3 separate regions of the Mus musculus genome follow, and all the other regions are linked to region 2. Evidence: chromatin contacts called from public HiChIP or PLAC-seq and promoter capture Hi-C data. All regions are on one chromosome and are shown on one strand. The core of a region is the stretch at or near the end of the contact, and the rest is flanking DNA. Distances in the headings are between cores, read along the strand shown. Region 1 holds the start of Ebf3 (early B cell factor 3). Region 2 holds the start of C030029H02Rik (RIKEN cDNA C030029H02 gene). Region 3 holds the start of Glrx3 (glutaredoxin 3).

The links. Promoter capture Hi-C pulls out the DNA fragments that hold promoters and counts their contacts. HiChIP or PLAC-seq counts read pairs in DNA pulled down with a chosen protein or histone mark.
Region 1: an H3K4me3 HiChIP or PLAC-seq map of forebrain shows a contact between it and region 2, with 6 times the contacts expected there. The contact joins the promoter of Ebf3 here to the promoter of C030029H02Rik in region 2. A contact is called at or near these places in 3 of 39 promoter capture datasets (embryonic stem cells, hippocampal neurons and liver), 2 of 484 Hi-C or Micro-C datasets (embryonic retina and olfactory sensory neurons), 9 of 115 datasets of contacts at active chromatin or transcription factors (differentiating embryonic stem cells, embryonic forebrain, embryonic hindbrain and 5 more) and 1 of 9 other capture datasets (embryonic stem cells).
Region 3: a promoter capture Hi-C map of hippocampal neurons shows a contact between it and region 2, with 3 times the contacts expected there. The contact joins the promoter of Glrx3 here to the promoter of C030029H02Rik in region 2. A contact is called at or near these places in 1 of 39 promoter capture datasets (hippocampal neurons) and 1 of 115 datasets of contacts at active chromatin or transcription factors (embryonic forebrain).

The regions. Positions count from the first base shown.
Region 1 is chr7:137,313,057-137,316,508 of GRCm38.p6, reverse strand. Ebf3 (early B cell factor 3) reads left to right here and starts at 2,064. Exons shown (of 16, transcript NM_001113414.1): 1 at 2,064-2,729; 2 at 2,835-2,991; 3 at 3,353-3,416. The coding sequence starts at 2,596.
Region 2 is chr7:136,266,833-136,269,976 of GRCm38.p6, reverse strand. It overlaps C030029H02Rik (RIKEN cDNA C030029H02 gene), which reads right to left and starts at 1,653. Exons shown (of 4, transcript NR_102277.1): 1 at 1,501-1,653.
Region 3 is chr7:137,436,119-137,439,130 of GRCm38.p6, reverse strand. Glrx3 (glutaredoxin 3) reads right to left here and starts at 1,558. Exons shown (of 11, transcript NM_023140.5): 1 at 1,360-1,558. The coding sequence starts at 1,457.

The DNA.
Region 1 (3,452 bases), core at 815-3,314, 1.0 Mb before region 2:
AAAGATACTGTAAATGATTTTAAGCATGACACTTGCCTTAGCGCAAGGACGGGCACCTCCAGCCCAGGCTGGACATTTTAGGAAGTGTGCTACAAAGCGAGCATTGTACCCCTTTCCCAACTTCATCTCTGCCTAAAAAGGCATTTAGCATATTCTGTCATTGACGCTGGCCCTGTCGCTCACCCAGTGTGAGCTCCCAAGCTTTGGAACACACAGAGACAAAGCATCTCTCAACCTCACCCTCCACCCATGGCCAACTTTATTCTGTGTTGTCTTTCCAGGAGCAAAGTGTTACCTCTTGCATGGGGGGTCTGATGTAAGTGGAAAATGCTGGGCTTATTAGGAATACAGAAATTTTCTTTTAATTTATCGTGAGGAGTTTCCATACACTTTGATTTAAGGTTATTAACATTCTATAGACAGTGGCATTTTTAATATGTGGCGATCGCTTCTAAAGACTAATCTCATTACCCTCAAATAGTCATAAAATATGATTTTATTATACTTACGTATTTAATTAGACGGCCGGCCCCGTAATGGATTTTGAGATGGGACTGGCGCAACAGCTTTGATAATTCACTTATCTTTGGCAATAGTCATTAACCCCCAACACCAGCAAAATAGATTGCTTTCCAGCACATCTTTTCTCTCACCCCTTCCAAGTAGCGTGTGGGGGGTCCCCAGATAACGTAAATCGGACTTCGATTTTCCCGATTAATTAAAATATTAACGCACACACACCACCAATTCACAAAAAAAGGAAGAGCTACCCCAGGCCCGGCGGGAAGAGGCTGCCCTGCGACACTTGCGCCCAGAAACCTTTTCTTTTTCTTCTTCTTTTAAAACCAGAAGGGCCTTATTTCTCGTGGCAGGAAAGAGCCTGGGACATCTCCAGGTCGTCCCTTGGGCCTCTGTCGCGCGTCGCACAGATCTCCTTTGGGTGGGCCGAGCGCCTGGGAACCGAATCCGGGCCTCCCGAGCTGGGCCTCCGAGCCCACGCGCTGCCGGCTCCCAGCTGCCCTCCCGGTTCCTCGAAACCAGGTCGGGAAGCCGCAGGGCGCGCGCTCACCCAGGCTGGGAGGCGCAGAGGGCAGGGTCCCTGGCGCCCGCAGTGTCTGCTCTGCTTTTCAGGCGGTTGGAGGTGGGGAGATCTGGCCACCGCACGGACCATGTAACAGGCTGGACACCAGCTCCGGGTCGCCGGAGAGGCTGAGCGCTCTTTCCGTCGGCCCAGAGAGGGCCCAGCCTTCTTTGTCACTGCCGCACCCAAGAACAGGCCAGGGACCCGAAACTCCTGTGGCCACCGGAGGGAGAGGGGGCATCTGGAGGAACCTGTCTCCGACGTGGACCCCGGCCCTGTATTCAGCAGGCTTTGCCGGGGTAGAAAGCATGGGACACCCAGCGGGGCTCAGATGTGGGCACACTGGCCCTTCAGCAGCCTTAGGTCTGCCTAGAAATCAGACTGAGCTGCGCCTCTTGCCCTGGTGGCGGCAGGGAGTGTGGATCCCTAGAAGGGGCATTAGGTACCCTCTTCTCCCAGCCCCTTGTTGTCCCTCCCTCTCCTGGAATCTCCTCCCGCGCGCCTTTCCAGCCTCTTCCTGCTGTTCTCTTTGGGACACCCCAGAGCCAGTGCTGCCCTGGTATTTATTGCATGCGTGTGGGCGACTTGGGGCGCTCCTCCTCCGACCCACGGTGTTTTGACTGTGTGGCAGGTCTTGTGGGCAGGTATAACGGGCCAAGCAGCACTTATGCACTGGCTGCGCTCGCTTCTTTGCGAGATTTATTTGAGCGGGTGGTAACTTCCTCGGCCGCGGCTGGGCTTGTGGAGCCGTGGCGCGTGGCCGGGGGCGGTGGTGGCGCTCGGTGGCGCTCGGAGGCGGCGGGGCTCGCTGGGCTCGCGGGGCTCGGGCCGGCTCGCGGCGCCGTCAGGCAGTCAGTCGGCGAGCGCGGCGGCGGCGGCGGCGAGGGGCGCGGCGAGGGGCGGCCGCTCCCATATATGGCGCAGGCGCCGCCCCCCGACGTCACCCTCTGACAGCGCCGCTCCCGGGGGCTTCGAGTTTTGGCTCCCGGGAAAGGGTCCATTCCTCGGGGAGAGAGGGCTGAGTTTTGTGCGCCTCCGTCCGCTGCGCGCGCCGCTCCAGGCCCCGCCGCGCCCCGCCTGCGCCCGGGACTGCGCCGCGGCACTCACTGCCCCGTTTATTTGTCTTTGGAGCAGGCGGGCCGCGCCAGAAGCGGGCGATCCCGCAGTGTCCTGCAGCCGCGGACGCCGCCTGGCTAGGATGACACCACGTTGAGCGCGCCTGCAAACAACAACAACAACAAGCGCCGCCGCGGCCACCGCGTCCACCGCGCCCTGCTCCTCCGAAGCGTCGCGTCGCCACCGGTGCAGCCCGCCCGCGTCCCCGGCCGTCCGCAGCGCCCGGCCGCCGGTGTATGCGGCGCCTGCCCGGGACGGGCTGAAGCCGGCGGCGGGCCGCACCGCAGGCGCCGAGCAGGGCCAGGGCGGCCAGGGCAGCCTCCTGCCGCCGAGCCCCGAGCGCCGCCGACCGCGGACGCGCTTTCGGCCGGGAGTCGCGGCCGCCGCCAGCAGTGTTCATGTTTGGGATTCAGGAGAATATTCCGCGCGGGGGGACGACCATGAAGGAGGAGCCGCTGGGCAGCGGCATGAACCCGGTGCGCTCGTGGATGCACACGGCAGGCGTGGTGGACGCCAACACGGCCGCCCAGAGGTACGTACCGGCCGCCCCCGCGCGCCTTGGCCCCGGCCCGGCCCGGCCCCCTCCTCCGGCCAGCGCCGCGCTGCTCACCGGGCCGCTGTCCCTTTCCTCCTGCAGCGGCGTGGGGCTGGCGCGGGCGCACTTCGAGAAGCAGCCTCCTTCCAACCTCCGGAAATCCAATTTCTTCCACTTCGTGCTGGCGCTCTACGACAGGCAGGGGCAGCCGGTGGAGATCGAAAGGACCGCTTTTGTGGACTTTGTGGAGAAAGAGAAAGTAAGTGTACACCGGCGATCGCACCCTCCCTCTCCAGGAGTAGGGGGCAGTTGGTGCCCGCGCATGGGGTCCGAGTGCCCCCCTCGGTGGCGGGAGCGCTCCGCCGGGCGACCCCGCCGCCACGTGCGGTCGCACAGGCCCCGCCAAGGGCCGAACAACTTCTCTGTGCCCTCGGACTCACTGGGGGCGAGGGGGAACGCTGGGCTTGCGGCAGGAAAAGTGACATCACCGCGTAGCTGCGAGCCAGGAATCCTGCCTGCAGCGTGTGAGGCCGAGGGGCCTCGGTCCTGGAGGGGGACCGAGCGCGGTGACCGCGCCAGACGCGGCCACGCTAAATGCAATTATTTATCGTTGCTTTCAGGAGCCGAACAACGAGAAAACCAACAACGGCATTCACTACAAGCTGCAGCTACTGTACAGCAATGGTGAGTACCACTGCTTGCTGACTGCCCTTTCGCCCT
Region 2 (3,144 bases), core at 404-2,903:
CCTGTTATGGCTGGTCTTGGGAGTGAGGTTATTCTGTCTTCATGACTCTGCCTTTGACCCGCTGGGGCTTACTTTGCAGCTCTCCAGCCTCCGGGTCCCTTCTCTTCCTGTGTACATATTGAACTTTAGTCCCTTCTTCAGGGGTTTCCCCCCCTGCCCATACATATATCTTAAAATCCAGGAGTATTCTTTCATTGATTAGTGAAGATCGTGGGCACCCATGGATTGCAACCTACCACCTGTCTCTCCATCCCTCGCCTCCCCCTCAGCATGGCATCCTCTGATCACACAGGACTAACCCCTGGAGTTTTTCGATCCTGAAGGCAAGAGGGTTGTGGTGCTATGAGATGTGGGTGGCTACATGGAGCAGTCTGGTGAGACAGACAGGTGATGAGGCTGGGAACATAGGTACTGGCAAGTTCTAGTCATGTAAGGAGCCTCTCATCTCCTTAAAAAGAAATGCCCAAGGGCCCCAGACTCTTGTCACTAGTACCCAGTGTGTCTCGGATGTTTCACAGGCTGGACAGTTTCTCTGCCTGCCTTTTCCTTTCCTTTTCACTGTTGAAATTAGATCTTTCTGACAACACTTCTGCTTTTGGATGGTGACCCCTTCCAACTTGTTCTCACTCATTGTCCTTTCTCCCATGTAACCAGAAGAAACTAAACAGAGTCTATGTACAGCCAAAAAGTCTTTCCCTGTCTTTCTCTCTGTCTTTCTCTCCTTCCCTCCCTCTTCCCCTTTCCTCCCCCTCCCTCCTTCCCTCTCTCTACTCTCTCCCTCCTTCTCCCTCCCTCCACTCCTATCTTTGTCTCTCTCTATCTCCTCTTTCTCCTTCCCTTCCTTCCTCCTCCCTCCCTTCCCTTTCTTTCCACTCTCTGTCTCTCTCCTCTTCCTCCCTCTTCCTCTTCCTCCTTTCCCTCCTCCTTTTTCTTCCTCTCTCTTTCTCTCTCTCTCTCTCTGCCATGTGACCATACATGGGCACACATCTGAGCACTCAGTTCTCCATATGAGGCAGCTACATTCCTTACCTTTAATGCTCCACTTGATACACTCCAGAACCACCTGTGAAGAAGGTAGCTCAGTTGAAGAATTGCCCAGATCAGATTGGCCTGTGAGCTACTATTTTGATTACTGATTGATGTGGGAAGGCCCAGCCCACTCTGGGCTGTACCATCTCTAGGCAAGAGGTGCTGGGTTGTATAAGAAAGCTAGCTGACATAAGCCAGAGAGTGAGCCAACAAATAAGGTTCCGCCATAGTTCTTGCTTGAGTTCCTTCCCTGACTTCCTTCGAGGTGGACCATAATCTGGACATAGAAACCAAATAACCCTTTCCTCCACAAGTCACTTTTGGCCTGAGTATTTTATCACAACAACAAACAACCGACAAGCCCACTGGCTGAAGTGCTACTGAAAAACACAGCTCCTGGGGGAAGGAAGCAGGCTTTGGAGCATCCTCTTCCAGGGCCCAGCCAGCGCCATGCCACGTGTCATGCCTCACCTCTGTGCCGGTCACTTGCTGTCCCCTGGAGAGATAGACAACCACACCAGGCAAAGAAAGCTTTGCTGGAAGGCCTGGCCTGCCTCCTTCAGAGATCCACCTTCAGGGAGAGGCACCCCTTCCAATGGCAAGAAATCCAGGCAGTGAGGATCTGCATAAAGAACCCCCCTGCCTGTTCAGATGGCAGATGTGGCCCTTGCTCTGCTGGGCACAGCTGAGGGTGCTTTGCAATGGAAATGGGTCCCAGACAAAGCTGGAGGGAATAAATGAGCTGACGTCATAGCTGAAGATACCCTGTGGCAACATGGACATATTTCCAAACACTTCCTGAAAGGTGACCTCTTCAGCATGTAATGAGATTAATTTTTCTCATTATTTGGTTTTTTTTTTCTTCTTCTTCTTCAAGAAACTGGTAACATGGTAAGAGTCCAGCCATTACACATTCCGCCGGTATTCATGGAAATAGCAGCAATCATAATGAATTCATTTGGTATTCATGCGGCTGTCATATGCACTTGCATAAAGATACTTTTGTAATGCAGCCTTCCTTTGGCTGGATGCCTTTGTATGACTCCAGCTATTTCATCTCATCTGATTTCGCAGCCTCCAGGAGGGAGTTTCTCTCAGTATCTGGGGCTTTGTTTCCACTCTGCTAAGGTGCTTAGCAAACATCTCACGCCTCACAGCTTCACCCCTACCTGAATCATGCAAGGCCCATGGCCTCCTGTTCCCCCTCTCCTTAGTTCAGCACCCCAGTTGGCTCATTGAGCATTGCACAGTCCCGAAGTATTGTCTGAATTATTGCATTGTTAGAGACATACCAGGGATGTTCGCAACTGGGCATGCTCAAGCCATTTTGGACGAGAAGCACAAGTTTCGTGCTTGTTCTTTGCCCTGCATGTGATTTTAACAGCTCATTTTTTGACAAGGCCCTACCACTCAGGTGCCTAGTTTCCATTTCAATGCCCACCAGAATTTACTTAATGAGGAAGATAACCAGCAATTACTGAATTTACTTAGAAATTCAACTTTTTTTCTCCCTCTGTTTTTTTTTTTTTTTTTTTTTTTTTTTTTTTTTTTTGAGACCAGGTCTTACTATGAAGCCATGACTGGCCTGAAACTGATTATGTAGATCAGACTGGCATGGAACTTGCAAAGATCTGCCTGCCTCTGCTCCCATGCTGGGATTAAAGATATATGCCAACAGGCCCTGCTAGAAATTTAAAACAAAAACTGTCTATGTTGTGTATTGTGAGTGACACAAAGCCCCACGACACCTCTGGCTTTCTGATGTGTGGCTTTTCCGCTTTTACTGATATAATTAAATGACGGGAAAATAGTGTTTTACAGGTGGCCTGGAGTCGGGTGCAGAAAAGTTTGAGGGTAATCGACATAGACCCACAGCATCTGACAGAAAAAAAACGATCATTTGAATTGATTCTTTGTCTCACTCAACCTTCCAAAGAAATGGTGATTGCCTCTCACTTCATGGATGGGAAATGTTAGGCTTAGACAAGCTAAGTACCAAGGCTGAAGATGCAGCTCAAATGGTCTAGTGCTTGCCTGGTGTGCTCGGGCCAGGCTTCCACTTCCAGTACCACAGAAATGGGGCATGGTGGCTCATGGCTGTGATCTCAGCACTTG
Region 3 (3,012 bases), core at 309-2,808, 1.2 Mb before region 2:
CTGCAGACGGGAACACTGTCTCCCGAGTCATCTCAGGCAGACACCAGTGACAAGAATACATGCAGATGGGTTTGCGGTTTGTTGCTGTTCTTGTCTTGCCCCCCACCCCCCTTGAGAGGAAAGAAATGTTTGTTTCCTGATTTTTTACAATAGGGTCTCCTTATATACCTCTGGCTAGCCTGAAACTCACTATGAAGATCAAACTGACCTTGAACTTGCAGAATAAATGGCATGCTAACTTTTACCCACTAAGGCCTGTTTAACACATGAAACATAAAGACAAACTAAGCATGTGAAACACACACACATAAAAGAATCTTCTCAGACGATTTAAGTTCAAGCTTTTCAGGACATGTCCACACAAGCCCTCATCACTTCAGGAGGCCATCTCTGACGTCCTCCGAAACGCCTGGTAAACGACCTGGCTGGATCCATCAGAAGTCAGCTTCTACTTAATGTTACTCTCATTCTCCCTTTTTCTTTTCTTTGGGGGGAAAAAAATTTAAAATCAAGTAAACCTGAAATGCGAAAGGGTTGGAAAGGACTGGTTTTGTTGTTGATGAAGATGAGTTGTTGTTTTCGGTGCTAGAAGTTGAACTCAGGGTTTCTTGTGTATTAAGCACTAGCTACACTGCCAGCCTCTGAATGAGCTATTGTAATTCTCCTCCATACTGTATGGAGTAGCAGATGTCAGCCAGTCAATCTGCCACCTGCCCACTCTGCTCAGTGAGGATACCAAGGCCCCCACATTAGTGGAGAGAGCTTCCGGTACGCCAACCACAAAACAGAGCTTTAACAGAACCGGTCCATTCACCCGGGAGGAAGCCGAAGGGGAGGTTAGGAAACTTGCCCCAGGATTACAAGCACATAAGGGGCTAAGGAGAGGTTGGGGATCCCCGGCAGTGGGCCCTGAAACCCCTCCCTCACCACTCTGCATGCAGATCAAGGCAGGGCAGCATCCTAGAGCGCCGAGGTCCTGGTTTCCCACGCATCCCCAGGGCTGGCCTCAGGAAGGCTTGGCCAAAGGCGAGGCGCGCGCACCCGGCCGCCGCAGACCCTCCCTTAGCCGGCTGGTGGTTCAGGAAAGCCCGGGACCCTAGCTGGGCCTGCAGGCTGGTCGCCAGCCAAGGCTTCCTTCAGGAGGCGCCACATGCGGGTCTCCGGAGGGCAGGTCCATTGTGCACGCGGGCCGCCGCGGGCCGCTTCCCTAGGAGGGGCTACCGCCGCGGCCCAAGTAGGGCCGCCGTTGGACCACGAGCTCAGCTCCGGACGTGCCGCGTTGGGAAGCCGCCCCCAAGTCCCGTGACCCCCCGGCCCGCCGCCCTCTGGTCCCCGGGCCCTCTCGCCGCCCCCGCGTACTTGGTTTTGAGGCGCAGTAGCTCTTCAAACTGCTGGGCAGAGCCGACTTCCACCACTGCCACGGCTGCCTCGCCTGCCTCGGCCGCCCCCGCCGCCATGCTGTCTCCGCCAGACACCAGCAGTCGAGCGCCGGAGGCTCGATAGGGCCGGACGGACACGCGAGGAGGCTGCGCACGGGGAAGCCACGCCCGCTGAGATCGGGGGCCCACCCCTGACACACTATGCCACGCCCTCCGGCACTGAAGGTCACGCCCTCGGACTGGGAGAACTGGGAGGCTCTGGGTTGGGCTAGCGGAGCCTCCTTGCTTTGTATTGGTGTGCTAACTAGCTAGATGCCTTGGCCCCTGGCTGTTGTAGCTCTGGAGCTCAGAAACCTGTAATAGGAAGGGATGTAAGTATGTGTGTATTGTAAATTAGAGTGAAGTCAGAATAGAACATTGGCAAGCTGAAATCTCACATGAAGCTGCATAAAGATGAACTAGGAAGTCTTAAGACTAAAAAAACAATAGTGTCTGAGCACAACCCTGATAGTCCTTGTACCTCAGTCCTGGAGGAAACTCGAACTCTTCTAGAGGTGCCCTCAGAACCCCATAATCAACCTTCAGTACAACTCTGTGACACCTGTTAGCCGTTGCAGCCTTGACACAAGACCTAAATGGCTCGCCCCATTGCCTCTAAGAACCGTTAGGCTCCTTTTTAGAGTTCCTGCACCTTCCCACCCAGGCCCAGCCTCCATGACCCTCTTACTAGAAGCTTCCCTGTACGGGCAGTGACTCGCCAGTGGTATCTTCTCCACACTCTTTCCCATGCTAAGGCAGGAAGTTCCTTAAGTTTGAGTCCAGCCTGGGCTCTACAGTGAGTTCCAGGCCAGCCTGAGTAACAGTAACAGATTACAGATTGAAATATTTTCGATCGATTGGGAATTAAATATGTCCTTTTACCTCTGCTCACTGAGCCATTTTAAAGAACACAGGAGAGTTGCTTGCGGTGGCCACTCCTGTATCCTATTGGCAGCCCTGCTCCTATGATTACAAAAGCCCTGGAAGCTGTGTCACACACATCTTGAGAAACACCCCTACTAAAAATGTGGATCACAGTGCTCCAAATGCAACAGGACAAATTGTTCTGCTTCTTGGCTGGGGGGGGGGGGGGCAGAACCCCAAACTTAGGACTGTAAGAAAATAAACATACGCCAATACCAATAAAGCCATAGAAACCTCAGAAAGACATCAGGGTCACACGCGGACATTAACATCCTGATTATAGTATTGTATTACAGGTTTGCAAGGTGCGATGGGTTGTATATGCTCAGCCCAGGGAGTGGCACTATTAGAAGGTGTGGCCCTATTGGAGTAGGTGTGTCACTGTGGGTGTGTGCTTTAAGGCCCTCATCCTAGCTCCCTGGAAGCCAGTCTCCTCCTGGCTGCCTTTGGAACAAGTGGTGGAACTCTCAGCTCCTCCAGCCCCACATCTGCCTGGATGCTGCTATGCTCCCACCTTGGTGATAATGGACTGAACCTCTGAACCTGTAAGCCAGCCCCAATTAAATGTTGTCCTTTATAAGAATTGACTTGGTCGGGGCTGGAGAGATGGCTCGGCGGTTAAGAGCACTGACCGCTCTTCCAAAGGTCCTGAGTTCAAATCCTAGCAACC